Linked DNA regions of Sus scrofa: regions 1 and 2 are each linked to region 3. A link is a contact called in public HiChIP or PLAC-seq and promoter capture Hi-C data. All regions are on one chromosome and are shown on one strand. The core of a region is the stretch at or near the end of the contact, and the rest is flanking DNA. Distances in the headings are between cores, read along the strand shown.

Region 1 (4,831 bases), core at 1,516-4,015, 1.4 Mb after region 3:
CATTATCAGACTAGACTGATTCCTACTTGAATCGAAGCCCAACTTTCTGAATTTAGGCCTAAGTAACTTTGTTAATAATGAGAAGCCAGAGTTCCCGTTGTGGCGCAGCGGAAACAAATCCGACTAGGAACTGTGAGGTTGCAGGTTCCATCCCTGGCCTCGCTCAGTGGGTTAAGGATCTGCCATTGCCATGAGCTGTGGTGTAGCTGGCAGATGTGGCTCGGATATGGCGTTGCTGTGGCTCTGGCATAGGCCAGCAGCTGTAGCTCGGATTAGACCCCTAGCCTGGGAACCTCCATATGCTGCGAGTGTGGCCCTCAAAAGACACAAAAACAAAAAACAATGAGAAGCCAATTCTTGGTTTGCAGGCAGTACTATTAAAAATAAACTTTACCCTTAAAACTCCAAGATTAGAGAAGGAAAATGGCACTGCTTGTATTTTATCATTTAGACACCACATATTATTTCAGATTATATTTTCTGACAGGAAAAAAGTCACATGGGCTACTATTGCCATAGTAATTCAGAGCCACAAAAGGCCATGCAACTTGGGGAGTACAATACAAGGAAACAAGAGAGATCAGCATCTGAGATGTTTAAGGTATGTATGTTAGAAGTGACAAGACAAAACCTAGGACTTTATTGGGTGTAATAAAGATGCATCAGCTCTCAGCAGAAGGATGTACTGTGGGTAGTAGGAATGAGACCGCAGGGTGACTGTGGCTCATCAGAGCCAGTAGTCTGGATCCATACCAGTAGAAAAAGGTGCACAAGAATGTGTATGTCACATTCGGGCATAGAGCAATCTATGGATTGGAAATATGTATATATATATATATATATATATATATATAAAACAAATTACAAAGGTTGGGTTTGAGGGCTTTAACAAAGGTTTAATACAAGTACCTCCTTAAAGGGGTGAATAGGTATGGCAGCAAGACTGACAGCACAAGTATTGCTTGTTGAAATAAAGAAGTATAATAGTATAAGTCTTAATACAAAGTAACCAAGGTATCATGGAATAACCCACATGTCAAAATACTGGCTGAAGAGTCAAACAGAAGTTTAATATGGGTGTTATTACATACGGGGCGGCGGGGGTGGGTGGGTAGTAAAGTACATGGCAATATAAATCTTGTAAGCATTAGGTGGGTTTAAAGAATGGGTGATAAACATTCTGAAGAGATTTAACCCAGTACAGAGAAATACTGGGATAAAACGATAGGGATGCGAATAAGGTCAACCTAGACAAGATGGCATTAACCAGGAAGTGAAAAATCCAAGGCAGAAAAATGATCTAGAGTATAACATGTATCTAATCCTACACCTCCTTTCGTAACTTTAAGTCTCTTACTTCTCATTTCAATGTTTTCATTCGGCCAAGTGGGTAAAACGCTTTCTACCTCCCTATCTCACAAGAGATTCCTATAGGTAAAATAATGTCAAACACATTCGAGTTCCACTTGTAAAAAGTACAGAGTACTAAAAGCATGGAGCTCCCGCTGGTGGGGGTAGGGGAGGAAGCGGACGGATGCAAGAGAACAGGTAACAGGATGAGGCTTGAGCCAAAATAAGTATCAGCAGAGTGGGGTGAAGGACCTAAAAAGCAGGGAGGGAATGGCACCCAATCCCTACCCCGGAGCGGGGGTATCGAGAATCACGGTAAGGGGCAGGGATGGCCGAGACAGGGAAGACCGCATCCGCGGCGGCAGGGCCCATTGGAGCCGCGGGAGACTACAGAGCCCCGGGTCGCAGAGCCGGGGGCGGGAGGGGCGGCGGCTGGGCGCCAGGCGCGTAGGGACCGGGGTCCCCAGCTGGGACCCGGCGACCCGGCACTAACCGGTTCTGAGCCCCGGCAGCCGTGGATCCCCGGCCTCTACTCGTCGTCCGTTTCCGGGGCCCACGGGTCCCGCCGCAGTTGGATGACCCGGCCCGGAGGAGGAATGGGGCCTCAAACCACCTCCCCCTCTTGGGTCCCCCTTCCCTAGAGGTCACTCTCCCCTCCCACCTTCCTGGCCCGACACTTCCGGTTCCGTAGGGGCCGGTGTCCCCGGTACTCACCCCCGGCGCTGTTCCCGTCACCGCTACCGTCGTAGTCGCCGCCGCCTCCCGGTAGTGCCGTCCGGCCTCTGAGAGGCAGCGCGCGGCCGCCGCACGCTCCACGCCCGCCCTGCTCAGCGCGCCCCCGCTCAGCGACGCTCGCCTTCGAGTCAGCGCGCGGCCGTTGCCCTCAGAGCCGGGTCTCGAGCCCTCCCAGCGTTCCCATTGGCTCCCTGTCCCGGGCGCGCGCGACGTCTCGCGCAGGGCACGTTCCTCTCATTCATGCGGCTCGCGCCGCCGCGCCCGCCCCCGCTCACTCTCCCATTCACCCATAGCCCCCACCCCGACGCAGCTCTAGGGCGTGCGCGCGCACGCCGGCGACCGCGGCGACCTCGCGGTCTGATTGGCTGCAAGAGCACAGCGCCGTACCACGCGAGAAAACGAGAACGCGCGCGCAAGGGCCTTCGACCAGCAGAGATGGGTGGGCGTACTGCGCAGTAGTCGGAAAAGGGGAAATGGCGGGGCCACTCTTCCCTTTTTCTGCTTCCTGCTTTGTGCCCCTCCCGTATCGAAGCAGGAAAACTCAGACGTGAAAAATAATTAAATGTGCGTACCGAGAGTACTCAAAAGCAAGTAGTTACCCTTCCAAATTCGCCAAACCCCCTCCAGTAAGTGTGGTACGCTCCAGACAGGCTTCTGGAGTAACCAATCACCCACAGGCCCCGGCGTCTTCCGGCTTCAGCTTCTTCAGTCATTGGCCAACAGTTTGCCCACTAATTGGCCCTCTCCCTTTTTTCTTTTTTCTCTTTCTTTTTTTTTTTTTGATGGCGAAAACTTTATTTAAAACAATTTTGATGGAGCATTCATTAGACCGGCGAGTTCCCTAGTACCAGCAGAATCTCAGGATAATGGAAAGGTCTGGCTTATGGCTTCCGCACGGAGGGGCCTCCCGGAGTGAAGAGTCTGTGGGGAGCGAAGCTCCTGCCGAAGGCCTAGGAGGAAGAGGAAGGAGAGCGAGCGCGAGCTTTGGAACCATAGTGCCAACCGTGGAAGAGGAACACAGGACGCGCGCTGAGGCAGTCGCAACCCCCCGGAGTGGGAGCTGACTCTTGGCTTCGCCTGATTCCCTTAGCGTTTCACTGCAGCCCCTGAGCTGGGTGCCGACATGTAACCTCGCCCAATCCGGGAAATACAGGCAGGAAGGAAAAGATTCTCTAGAAGCTCCTGTCTCTGGAGCTGCTGGCCAACGCTACATAGATCACAGCGCCACATCTTGTCCTAATTAGCCCTACAACGTTGTGAACCCAAGAGCAAGGCCTGGTGTTCTCATTTAGCTCAAGGCCATTTCTTTTTTGAAAGCTGCCCTGGCTATTACGTAATAGTCTTTCAAAAGTGTTCCACCAGCCACTTCACTGAAGCCAAGATTCCTCACCTGTAAAGTGTGATTCTAAATCCTGCGGTCTGTCCTGGTCTTTGGTGTCAAATGTTGCTAGTTTAAAATATGCTCTGAGCACTAGGCGGCATGGGAAAGATCTGCCTTCTTTTCTGAGGTCTAATCTAGTTCTTTCTCTGACATGGCTTATGTAACAGGTTCTATTACATGCTTGCTAAGTGCCTCAATCTACCATTTGTTGCTGCATGCTTCAGAGTTTTGTTTTGTTGTTGTTTGTTTGTTTTAATGGCGGCACCCGCAGCATATGGTAGTTCCGGGGCCAGGGATGGAATAGGAGCCGCAGCTGCGACCTTCTCTACATATCCATAACCCACTGCACCAGGCTGGGGATGAAACTTGCTCTGCCACAGAGACAAGTCGAGTCCTTGGTGGGAACTCCTGCATAGCTCTTTTAATGACAGTGTGTATTTAAAAAATGAAATCTTGGAGTTCCTGTCATGGCTAAGTAGTTAACGAATCTGACTAGTATCCATGAGGTTGCAGGTTGGATCCCTGGCCTCGCTCAGTGGGTGGGGTATCCGGCATTGCTGTGAGCTGTGGTGTAGGTTGCAGGCTCCACTGGAATTCTGCGTGGGCTGTGGCTGTGGGGCAGGCCGGCAGGCAGCTACAGCTCCGATTTGGCCCCTAGCCTGTGAACCTCCATATGCTGCAGGTGGAGCCTTAAAAAGCAAAAAATATTAATAAACTAAAAAATGAAATATTTAAAAACTTTAGACCTTATAAAAGGTAAAGTTAAAGTATTATTGGAAATACAATATTTGTTTCATTTAGAGAGGCTTTTTTAGCTGCAAGTTAGGTTAATTTATATCCTTAGAAATTAAATTTCTTTTTTTTTGCTTTTTTTGTTGTATTGAAATACAGTTGATTTACAAGGTTGTGATAATTCCTGCTGTACGACAAAGTGATTGAGTTCTGTGTGCTATACAGCAGGTAAAATTCATTTTTCTATTTTATGCTTTTCTTGATTTTTTTTTTTTTTTTTTTTGCTTTTTATGGCCCCACATGCGGCATATGGAAGTTCCCAGGCTAGGGATCGAATTGGAGCTGCAGCCACTGGCCTACGCCAGAGCCACAGCAACTCGAGATGTGAGCCTCATCTGCAATCTACACCACAGCTCACGGCATTATGCTGGATCCTTAACCCACTGAGAAAGACCGGGGATCGAATCCGAAACTTCATGGTTCCTAGTCGGATTCATTAACCACTGAGCCACAACGGAAACTCCCTGGGTCATCTTGTTGTGCGGTAGGAAACTGATAGAACACTGTAAATCAACTATAATGGAAAAAATAAAAAATTACTATAAAAAAAAGAATCATGCAAAATATTTCCCT
Region 2 (4,721 bases), core at 1,525-4,024, 1.4 Mb after region 3:
CAGCACCAGGACTAGGGTTTGATCCCCAGCCCAAAACAATGGGTTAAAGGACTCTTTGTTGCCGCAGCTGCAGCATAGCTGTAACATCATAGAGGTGGTATGTACTCTCTACTAACTCACTGCAGATGACATATCAACCTTTCATCTGATGGCTTGAGATGATCATTGCCTAGATTTATTATTTCATTAGAGTGCTACATAATTTTTATTTTATTTTTAGGGCAGAACCTGCAGCATATGGAAGTTCTCAGACTAGGGGTCAAATAAGAGCCGCAGCTACCAGCCTGCACTACAGCCACAGCAACACTGGATCTGAGCTGCATCTGCCACCTACGCCACAGCTTGTGGCAACACCAGATCCTCAACCTACTGAGAGGTCAAGGATCAAACCTGCATCCTCACAAAACATTCTGTCAGGTTTCTAAACCACCAAGACACAACAGGAACTCCAGAGTGCTACATAATCTTTAAATGCTATCACTCTTTCTGTATTACTTCAAATTCTTCTAGTAGGAAATTAACATTCCCTTATCAACTATTTATTACTCTGACAGTGTATAGAGGAAAAGCAAAGTGCTTGATTATTTCTTTTATTTAATAAAATAGAAATGAACTTTTATTCTGTTTAGCCACTGAAATTTTTTTTTTTCCTTTTTTTTTTTTCAGTGCTGCAGCCTCAGGATGTGGAAGTTCCTAGACTTGGGGTCGAGTTGGAGCTACAGCTACTGGCCTACATCACAGTCACAGCAACGTAGGATCTGAGCCACATCTGTGACCTACAACACAGCTCATGGCAATGCTGGATCCCCGACCCACTGAACAAGACCAGGGATTGAACCTGAATCTTCATGGATACTAGTTGGATTGCTTCCATTGCTCCACAACAGGAACTCCCTCTTTTTTTCTTTTTCTTCCACCCACAGCATATGGAAGTTCCTGGACCAGGGATCGAACCCGTACTTCCAAGGAACTGCAGTTGGATTCTCAACCCACCGCACCATGGTGGGAACTCCAAGCCACTGAAATTTTGAGGTTTACCTGTTATTGCTAAGATTATTTACCTTAATATTCTAACTTCCAAATCACCAAGGAAATAGTAAAAGATTTTTTCCAGGAAAACAAACACTAGCTATAAACTCTAAATAGTTAAAGGTCCCTACTTAATAGGTTCTTTTGGAGTTCCTGTCATGGCACAGTGGAAACGAATCTGACTAGTACCCATGAGGATCCGGGTTCAATCCCTGGCCTCGCTCAGTGGGTCAGGGATCTGCCATTGCCTTGAGCTGTGGTGTAGATCTGAGACAGAGCTTGGATCCCACGTTGCTATGGCTGTGGCATAGGCTGTAGCTCTGATCTGACCCTAGCCTGGGAACCTCCATACCCCGCAGGTTCGCCCCCCTGCCCCCCAAATGGATCTTTTGAAGCACCACAGCTATACATGAGCTACTTAATAACACTGGGAAAGAACGGCGGAAGTACGAAAAAGTAAACAAGGGAAGGAGAATAAAAGTAAGGAAGTAAGTTCTGTCAAAAGTCAAGACTCATTCTGGGACCTGGAAAAAAAAAAAGACAAAAACTCAGGAAGGCCCTCCTTCCTCGTAACACAGATTCAGCTATACAGAAGGGGGCACAGAACTTCATCTTATTTTTCTGAGTGGTCCTTCCACTTCTACTTAGGAAGTACTGCAAGAGAGTTCAGATTGATTTCTTTACAATGAATTTTTTTTACAATTCCATTTCAATAGGCCTAAAACTTTATTCATTTTTACATTCTCAGGATGCAGCACAGTGCCTAGCATACAGTCCTCCCTCTGCAGTTGTTAACTGAATTAAAATGACTGATGGTGCTGCTGCTTTGGCCAGAAGAGTGGTTTCAAGTCCCAGCCACTCACTAGTTGTGTGACCTTGGACAAGTCTCCTAACTACGCCGAGATCAATTTCTTCATCAGTGAAACGAGATTACTACTACTTGCCTTGTTTACCTCACTGATTCCTCAAGAGGCTTTACATAACGAGAGCAGCACTGTAAAACAGTGCAGATGCCTCGTTTGGGTAGGTACGAATTGTGAGACGGAAAGGACCTTGGACTCAGGAGTCAGAAGACCCCGGCAGGCTAACTCGCTGTATTCCCATCTTAAACGTGAAGAGGTTTACACTCGACGACCGCCCAGGCTCTAGATTCTTAATAGCTTAAGTCCGCTACAGGTTGGGAACCTCAGGTGTTCTCAAACAGGTGAACCTCGCATCTCGTAGATGCAACCTAGGACAGGGTGTCAAGGTCGCGGGGTCCTAAGGCGGGGGGTCGCTCACCCAGTCAAAGTCACACGGGTTGCCGTCTTCGCGTTGCGTGGGGAGATTGTAGCAGACAGGGGGCAGCTTCCTCACGAGTAGGAAGGCAGCAGAGAGGAGGGCTGACAGAAGGTAGTAAGGTCGGGCCAGCCATCGTGATAGTCGAGGTATCGAATAAATAAGAGCAATTAAAGGCGCGAGAACCGCCATCTTCCCGGCTCTAGCGGCGCCAGCCGCTCCACGGAGTCCGTGAGCCTGGTCCCGCCTCTCCCATCATTGTGCTTCCATTGGGCCTAGTCTCGGATGCACCGCCTCTAGATCCGGAAGCAGATCTCTGACTGGCTTCTGCGTCAGGTTAAAAATGGAGAAAGGGCTTTGATATTTTATTGGCTAATCTAGCTGTCTTTTTTTCCACCTAAATCGTTTTATTGGACATATGCGACTGCGGCAAGTAGGAGATACAGGAGAATTTAAATAAAGTTAAATAGTACTTCCGGAACGTTCTCAGAAGGCGACGGAAGTAGTTGCAGGAAGAAGGTAGGAAGGGCCCGAGGCAACCCAATGGTGAGAGGCTCCTGAAAGAGGAGGGCGGTACTCTGTGAAAAGATTGACCAATGAACGTCACCAACGCCAGACACCGAGACAGCGCCGGGGCGGAGGAGGCGATGGAGAATTTCACGGCGCTGTTCGGAGCTCAGGCTGACCCACCACCGCCCCCGACCGCACTTGGCTTCGGACCTGGAAAACCTCCACCCCCACCGCCTCCTCCTCCGGGCGGGGGGCCGGGCCCCGCCCCGCCCTCTACCGCGGCCACAGCCGCTCCCGGCTCCGACAAGTCAGCGGCCGGTTGTGGCCCCTTCTACCTAATGCGGGAACTGCCGGGTGAGTACAAGGCCTGGTCAAAGCCAGCCAATCAGATCATAGCGAGGAGAGGCGGGGCGTGGCTCTCAGCCTTCCGACTGGGGTGAGGGGTAACCTAGGCAACGCGTGGCGCGATTTCGGAACACTATACTAGAAGAGGTTCTGAGGATTCACAACCGAAAGAATGATTGGAATTGGGATGGATTAGGGGTGGGAAGAGAGTGGATCTCCCTGACCACCTTTCACGCCCGATCCTGCCCCTGACGCTGGTTTTTGACTCCCTAAAGATTATCCTAGCTTTGAGTTTGGTATTTGAGGGTCCTGATTTAACATCCCTGCGGACCCAGTTCCAGATCTGCTTCAAACTTCCTGTTGGTTTGGGACATGTTGTCTTTCTTCCTCTGGGCCTCGGGGTTTCAAAATGTGTTCGAAGAAGTGATTAGAATTAAACCAGGTTCTTTCATTCAAAAAATTATTTTGTTGCGCACCCACTCTGTGTACCAAGCACTCTTCCAATTGCTGAAGATACAGCTGTGAACAAAACTGACAAGATCCTTGCCTGTTTGGGAGTTTACCTGCCAGTGGAGGAGTCAAAGAGTGATAAACAGATATCTGCGGATAAACAGATAGTATCAGATAGTGGTTATGGCTACAAGGGGGAAATGTGATAAAGAATTGAGGGGGCAGAACTGCTTTAGCTAGAGTGATCAGGAGAGCCCTTTCTGAGTAGATAACATTAGAGCTAAAATATAAGCACAAAGGAAGAGCTAGCCATTTATGAGTGGGAGGAGAGAGAACTCTAGATACAAAAAATGAGATTAGAAGGCCCAATGTGAGAATAACCTTGAATATTTGAGGGACAGAAAACCACTTGCACTCCGGGGAAGTGAACAGGGAAAGAGCGATAGGAGATGAAGGTGGGAGAGTAGGCAGAGGCCTCTATAAGACATTTTAAGTTCAGGGGGAACCATTTTGACACAAGAGTCTGAAGTGATCTAACTTCTAACTTATTTGCTTATTTTCAATCATTCGAGCAGCTCTATTAAGGAAGCAAAGTGGGGGAGTTCCCGTCATAGCACAGCAGAAATGAATCCGACTAGGAAGCATGAGGTTGTGGGTTTGATCCCTAGCCTCACTCAGTGGGTTAAGGATCCAGTGTTGTCCTGTGCTGTGGTGTAGGTTGCAGACGCAGCACAGCTCTAGCATTGCTGTGGCTCTGGTGTAGGCCGGCACCTGTAGCTCTGATTTGACCCTTAGCCTGGGAACCTCCATATGCCTTGGGTGCTGCCCTTAAAAAAAAAGAAGAAAAGTGGGAAAATTGGTCAGAAGTTACAGCTTAGTAGTTCAGGAAAGAGATGATAGTTTGAACTAGGAAATAGCAGTAGAGGAGAGAAGTAAATGGATGCCAAATAAATGTTAGAGGTAGAACTGACAGGAATGCAGGATTGAAAATAGAATTGAAGGACAGAGGAATTGAGGGCAGTTTGGAAATGTTTGGCTTGAATAATTAGGTGGATGGTAGTGCTAAGATCAGGAAAGGACAGGTTTGAGGAGATGGATATCAAGTCATT
Region 3 (4,927 bases), core at 806-3,305:
GTTTAAAAGCAACCATTCTCAAAGCCTAGTCCTAGAACCAACAGCATCAGCATCACCTGGGAACTTCATATAAATGCAATTTTTAGGTCCCATTGCAGACCTGCTGAATCAGAAAATCTGGGGAGTGGGGTGGCCCAGGAGTCTGGTTTTTGTTTTTCTTTCTTGTTTATGGCAGCACCTGTGGCATATGGATGTTCTCAGGCTAGGGGTCGGATCAGAGCTGCAGCTACATGCCCACACCACAGCCATGGCCACCAGATAAGAGACTCGTCTTTGATCCATGCTGCAGCTTGCAGCAATGCCACAGCCTAACCCAGAGTGAAACTAAGGATCAAACCCACACCCTCACAGAGACAGCATTAGGTCCTTAACAAAGAGCCCCAAGGGGAACTCCCAGGAGTCTATTTTAACAAGCCCTCCTGGTGAAGCTGTTGTATAACACTTGTTGTACATTACTTGATGAAAATTAATACATCATCTGAAACTAGGCTCACAAAAAGTACATTTTGTTCCTTTACCATGATCTAAGAAATAGGATGTATAGAATCTGTAAATACCGCAGTGGATTTTTTTTACAACCTTTGGAAAAAGGATGGCAAGGCCAGAGAAAGCATGATAGCGATGCTAATTGATGTCGCCTCTCAACTGTCAATCGCCTTTTCCACCTAGCTGGTGTGCAGGAGAGACTTTTCTTCCACTCACTCAAGAGACACTCTCCAAAGGCCTCATATCTTATTTCGAAAGAATTACTTGTGAAAAGAATTTTTACCCTCTCCATCTTAATAATGGGCCTACACAGCTCAAGAAAATACATTTGCCTAAAGTGGCCCTCATTCATCTCCCTCAAAGACAGCTGTTGCATGAGAAAAACATAATTTTATCGACCATCTCTATCTTGTTTTCTGTTTCTTTCATTTCTGCTCTTTACTATTTCCTTATTTATCCTTTCTTTGACATCATCCTATAGTTCATTTACATTCAGGCTTTCCTATTCTCTCATAGAAACTGCTTTAGCTGTATCTCAAGTCTTTATACGTTAATAAGTTTATCTACTTTCCACTATGTTTTCTCAAGCAGTCCATTAATTAGAAGTGTGGAGTTTTTTAAAATGTTCTGATGTCTGGAGTTCTCATTGTGGCACAGTAGGTTAAGTATCCAGTGTTGTATTTGAGGTGGCTCCAATCGCTGCTGAGGCACAATTTCCATTCCCTGCCTGGTGCAGATCCAGTTAAAGATCTGGTGTTGCCACAGCTGTGGCAAAGGTCACACCTGTGGCTTGGATTTGATCCCTGGCCCGGGAACTTCATTTGCCACCAGTGCAGCCAAAAAAAAAAAAAAAAAAAAAAAAAAATTCTGACATAATGATCAGAAAACTTGATCTGCAACATCTAGAATCAGCAAACTCTTTCCGTAAAGGGCCAGAGTAATTATTTCAGGCTTTGCTAGCCAAATAGCCTCCATTGAAAGTATTCAATTATGCCTTTGTTGCCCCAAAGCAACTAAAGACAATATGTAAATAAATGAAGATGGCCGTCTTCCCACAAAACTTTACTTTGAAAAAAAAAGGCAGCTAAGCAGATTTGGCTGTGGGTCACACTTTCCCAACCTTTGGTCTATATGGCACCAATTCTCACTGTTAAGAAGTGCCCCTACCTAATACATGAACTTTTGTAGTGTTCTATGCGTGCTTAAAAGTTATCATCTTATCCCCAGCCTGCTCCACTTTAACATTTAGGTCTGTCCCATGTAAATATCCTCTTTTGTTAAACTGTCACAATGATTAAGAGACTGGGTTTCTGGAATGAGAGACCTGGTTGCCGCTTGCCATTGAGTGGTTTAGGATAAACTGCTTAACATCTCTAATCCTCAAATTCCTCATCTATGGAGAAAATAATACCACCTACCTCACCGGATTGGCATAAGGCAGACTTCAACCATCAGTAGAAGTACTACTGGAATCATCATGCCATTGAACCACTACTTTGTGAGGCAGGTATCATTAATCCCGTTTTCCAAAGAAATTAAGGCTCAGACACGTTTAGGTAACTTGCCCCAAATCTGACGGCCCAGTGGCAAAGCACTGATTCCCACCCAGAACTTCTATTTCCAAATCCAAGTTTCCACTACTCAGGCTCTGATTAATCCGGTCATACCACCACGTAAGGAATTTACTCTATGCCACTCCCAGGCGAGGCTGCACTTTAAGACACCGGAGAAAGGAGTTGCGAAACTGCACAAGAATTCGTGGTGCAAGGACTAAATTTCGTAGCCAAGTTTAGTCTTCAAGGGGAAAGAGTGAGTTCGGCTAGCGGAGATAACAGTTCTCCAAAGAGACTTCTGAAAACAGGCTGCCAAGGCACCTGGACAAATGCTTTTCTGGTCCTGATCCTCTAAGGAGGTGGTGTCACCCTACGGCGCACTCAGCCTCGATGACCTTGCTGCCCACGGCTGTGCTGCCTTTTTTGGCTCCCTCACTCCACACGCTTGATGTGCCTGAGCCCTAAAAATACCTCCCTGGTTGAACCTCCCTAATAAGCCTTCGGTTTAAAGAAAAGAGGAAAAAAAAGCCTTCATCTCTGAGACACATAAATCACAGCCCTGACCTGCTGTTGACTCAGCGGGTGACGTGCCGCTGAAAGTGGCGACGAACTCAGCCCCTTTCGATGACCTGAACTTTAACTTTTTTCCCCTCCACTCGGTGCCTATCGTATGTCGTGAAGACCGCCAAGCAACCCGAAGACGGTGTTGGACGCTGGAAAAAGTGCCCAGGAATGTCCATTTCTCCCAGCCTAAGCTAAGCCTGGGACTCTCCAAAGCCATATCCTGTGACAATCACAAGGCTTTTCTCCGCCCCGTCGGTGACGGAAAACTCGTGACTCGAACCTCAGCGTCGGGCGGGCGCAGAGAAGCCGGGGGCGGAGCTACAGGTTCGGATCGCGAGGAAGCCCCCGACGGGTGGCGCGTGCGCAGTCTCTCGCCACGGGACCTCCTTCCCGCCGCCGAGACTAGGAAGCGGGACGCCAAATCTGTCCCCGCGCAGCCGCCGCCGCCGGGCGCGGAGCGGGGCGGCCGCCCTCCCCGAGGCGCGCCTGCGCACGTTCCCACGCACGCTCCGGCGTACGGCGGCGGCCAGGGGTCGCGAGCCGGTGGAGGACCCGCGCGCGGAGGAGCCCGGAGAGTCAGCGCTTCTTCCCTCCCTCCCCCATTCCCCTCCCCGCTCCCTCCCCCCCCTCCCCAAGAATGTTCCGCTACGAGGTGAGCTGTTGCGACCGGAAGTGACCCCTCCCTCCCGCCGGCACGCGCCCCCCTCTCTGTTTCTCTCACGCTCAGCGCGTCGGTCCGCGCCCCTCGGGGGGAAAAGGGGGGGCGGAGGGGCCGGCAGGACCGAGCAGAGTGTGTGGGCTCTGGGGTCGCGGGTTTAGTCCAAGGGCTGTGAGCTGGCTTCGTGGGGGCGGGACTGTCCTATCAGTTGCTACTGAGGAGAGTTGACCTCTGTTTGGGGGTGGGGAGGGCCCGTTAAGTGCGGTAACCAACCACCCCCCACCCCACCGTACCCCCGGTGGGGCTCGGCATTGAGAGCCTTGCACCCACCCGGTGGCACTTAAGGCTTAAGGAAGAGCCACAGGGTAAAGCCCAGGGACGCATTTCCCGCCTAAGACCCAGAACTATCATCTCGCATTAATTACACATAGCCCCTTACTCGCAGGCAACCGTCAGGTCACCCGGGCCTGCACTTGCCCTTTGACTGGGGCGGAAGACTGTTTACTGATGAGAGCTCCGAGTGGGGAAGGGGCGTGTCCAGCAGAAGTTTTTTCTGGGCGAATGGAGGGAAACTGGGGGTTCGTGATGGTCCCTGGAATACAGCAACAGAGTTATGACGCTACCACTGAGTCTCTGTATGACCTTTAGCGACTGCTAATCACTAGACAGAGTTTCTGGATTTGTAGAAAGGGTGGGTCTAGACGATCCCTTTCCAACCTAAAAAGCAGTGATTCGGTGAAGTAGATCTTTGTGATTTGGGAATGCTTCTGGAAGTTGCCTCTGATGTGGATGCAGTTGCACATGCTTGCTTTGTCTAAGTTTGGAAGGACCTAAGATGGCCCTTTGGCCTAACGTTTCTTTTGGGAACAGCCTAGCTGAGAAATAGCCGGCAAGGTGTTATCACAAATGTGCCTGCCAGAGAGTGTGGAATTCTGATTCTGAGTATTTGAAAATTGGGGCTGTGTATTCTTGCTATTTGATGGGAATGGCTCGAGATCAAACTGACTATATGTAAACATGGAGAGACATGCTGAGATGTGGTGGGGCAAAGTTCCCCAAAGAAAAGAAAACTTGGAAAAATAAATGAAATGGGGGGGGGAGTGTTTAAAGTAGAACATACCCAAGTGATATCTAGCATTGTTTAACAATACACAATGTTTGCTTCAATCTTTTTCTCCTTTGATCCTCACTACTTGCTGAGGCAGGTGGTGGTGTCCTTGTATTACCACCTAAGAGATTGTGGCTTAGAGCCTTAATACAGGCTGAGACACAGTAGGTGCTCAGGAGGTATTGAATGAATTCATCAGAACGGCTGTGATTTGCCCAAGTTGATATCACTTGTCAGAGTTGAGACAGAACTTAAACTTGCCACATCCCGGCCTTTCAAGAGTTTACTTAATTGTGATTGAAATCTTAGCTTTCTGTTTTATCACCAGTTTTGGGCCTGTAGAAAGAAGGAAGAGGAAAAATGATGAGAAAGCTTCAAAAGGGAATAATAAAAGGGTTGAAAAGATGACATGAATATGGGGAAGATAAGAATTTCATTGAAAAATAGATGTAAAACTCTAGCAAAATGTAAAGTGTTTGCTTTCATTTGTCATTATTGTAACCAGTGATGGAAAGGAAGTTACAGGCCTAATTTCTTGGTTGCATGAGGAAATGCTAT

The links. Promoter capture Hi-C pulls out the DNA fragments that hold promoters and counts their contacts. HiChIP or PLAC-seq counts read pairs in DNA pulled down with a chosen protein or histone mark.
Region 1: a contact with region 3 is called in an H3K27ac HiChIP or PLAC-seq map of skeletal muscle, with 5 times the contacts expected there. The contact joins the promoter of ZDHHC5 here to the promoter of PATL1 in region 3. A contact is called at or near these places in 1 of 5 promoter capture datasets (liver), 1 of 47 Hi-C or Micro-C datasets (liver) and 2 of 2 datasets of contacts at active chromatin or transcription factors (alveolar macrophages and skeletal muscle).
Region 2: a promoter capture Hi-C map of liver shows a contact between it and region 3, with 2.8 times the contacts expected there. The contact joins the promoter of MED19 here to the promoter of PATL1 in region 3. A contact is called at or near these places in 1 of 5 promoter capture datasets (liver) and 3 of 47 Hi-C or Micro-C datasets (embryonic fibroblasts, heart right ventricle and skeletal muscle).

Annotation. Positions count from the first base shown.
Region 1 is chr2:13,273,752-13,278,582 of Sscrofa11.1, forward strand. ZDHHC5 (palmitoyltransferase ZDHHC5) reads right to left here and starts at 2,766. Exons shown (of 12, transcript XM_021083028.1): 1 at 2,658-2,766.
Region 2 is chr2:13,238,537-13,243,257 of Sscrofa11.1, forward strand. It overlaps MED19 (mediator of RNA polymerase II transcription subunit 19), which reads left to right and starts at 2,775. Exons shown (of 5, transcript XM_003122715.5): 1 at 2,775-3,171. The coding sequence starts at 2,904. It overlaps TMX2 (thioredoxin-related transmembrane protein 2), which reads right to left and starts at 2,734. Exons shown (of 8, transcript XM_005660896.3): 1 at 2,311-2,734. The coding sequence starts at 2,499.
Region 3 is chr2:11,824,761-11,829,687 of Sscrofa11.1, forward strand. It overlaps PATL1 (protein PAT1 homolog 1), which reads left to right and starts at 2,056. Exons shown (of 19, transcript XM_021082992.1): 1 at 2,056-3,255. The coding sequence starts at 3,241.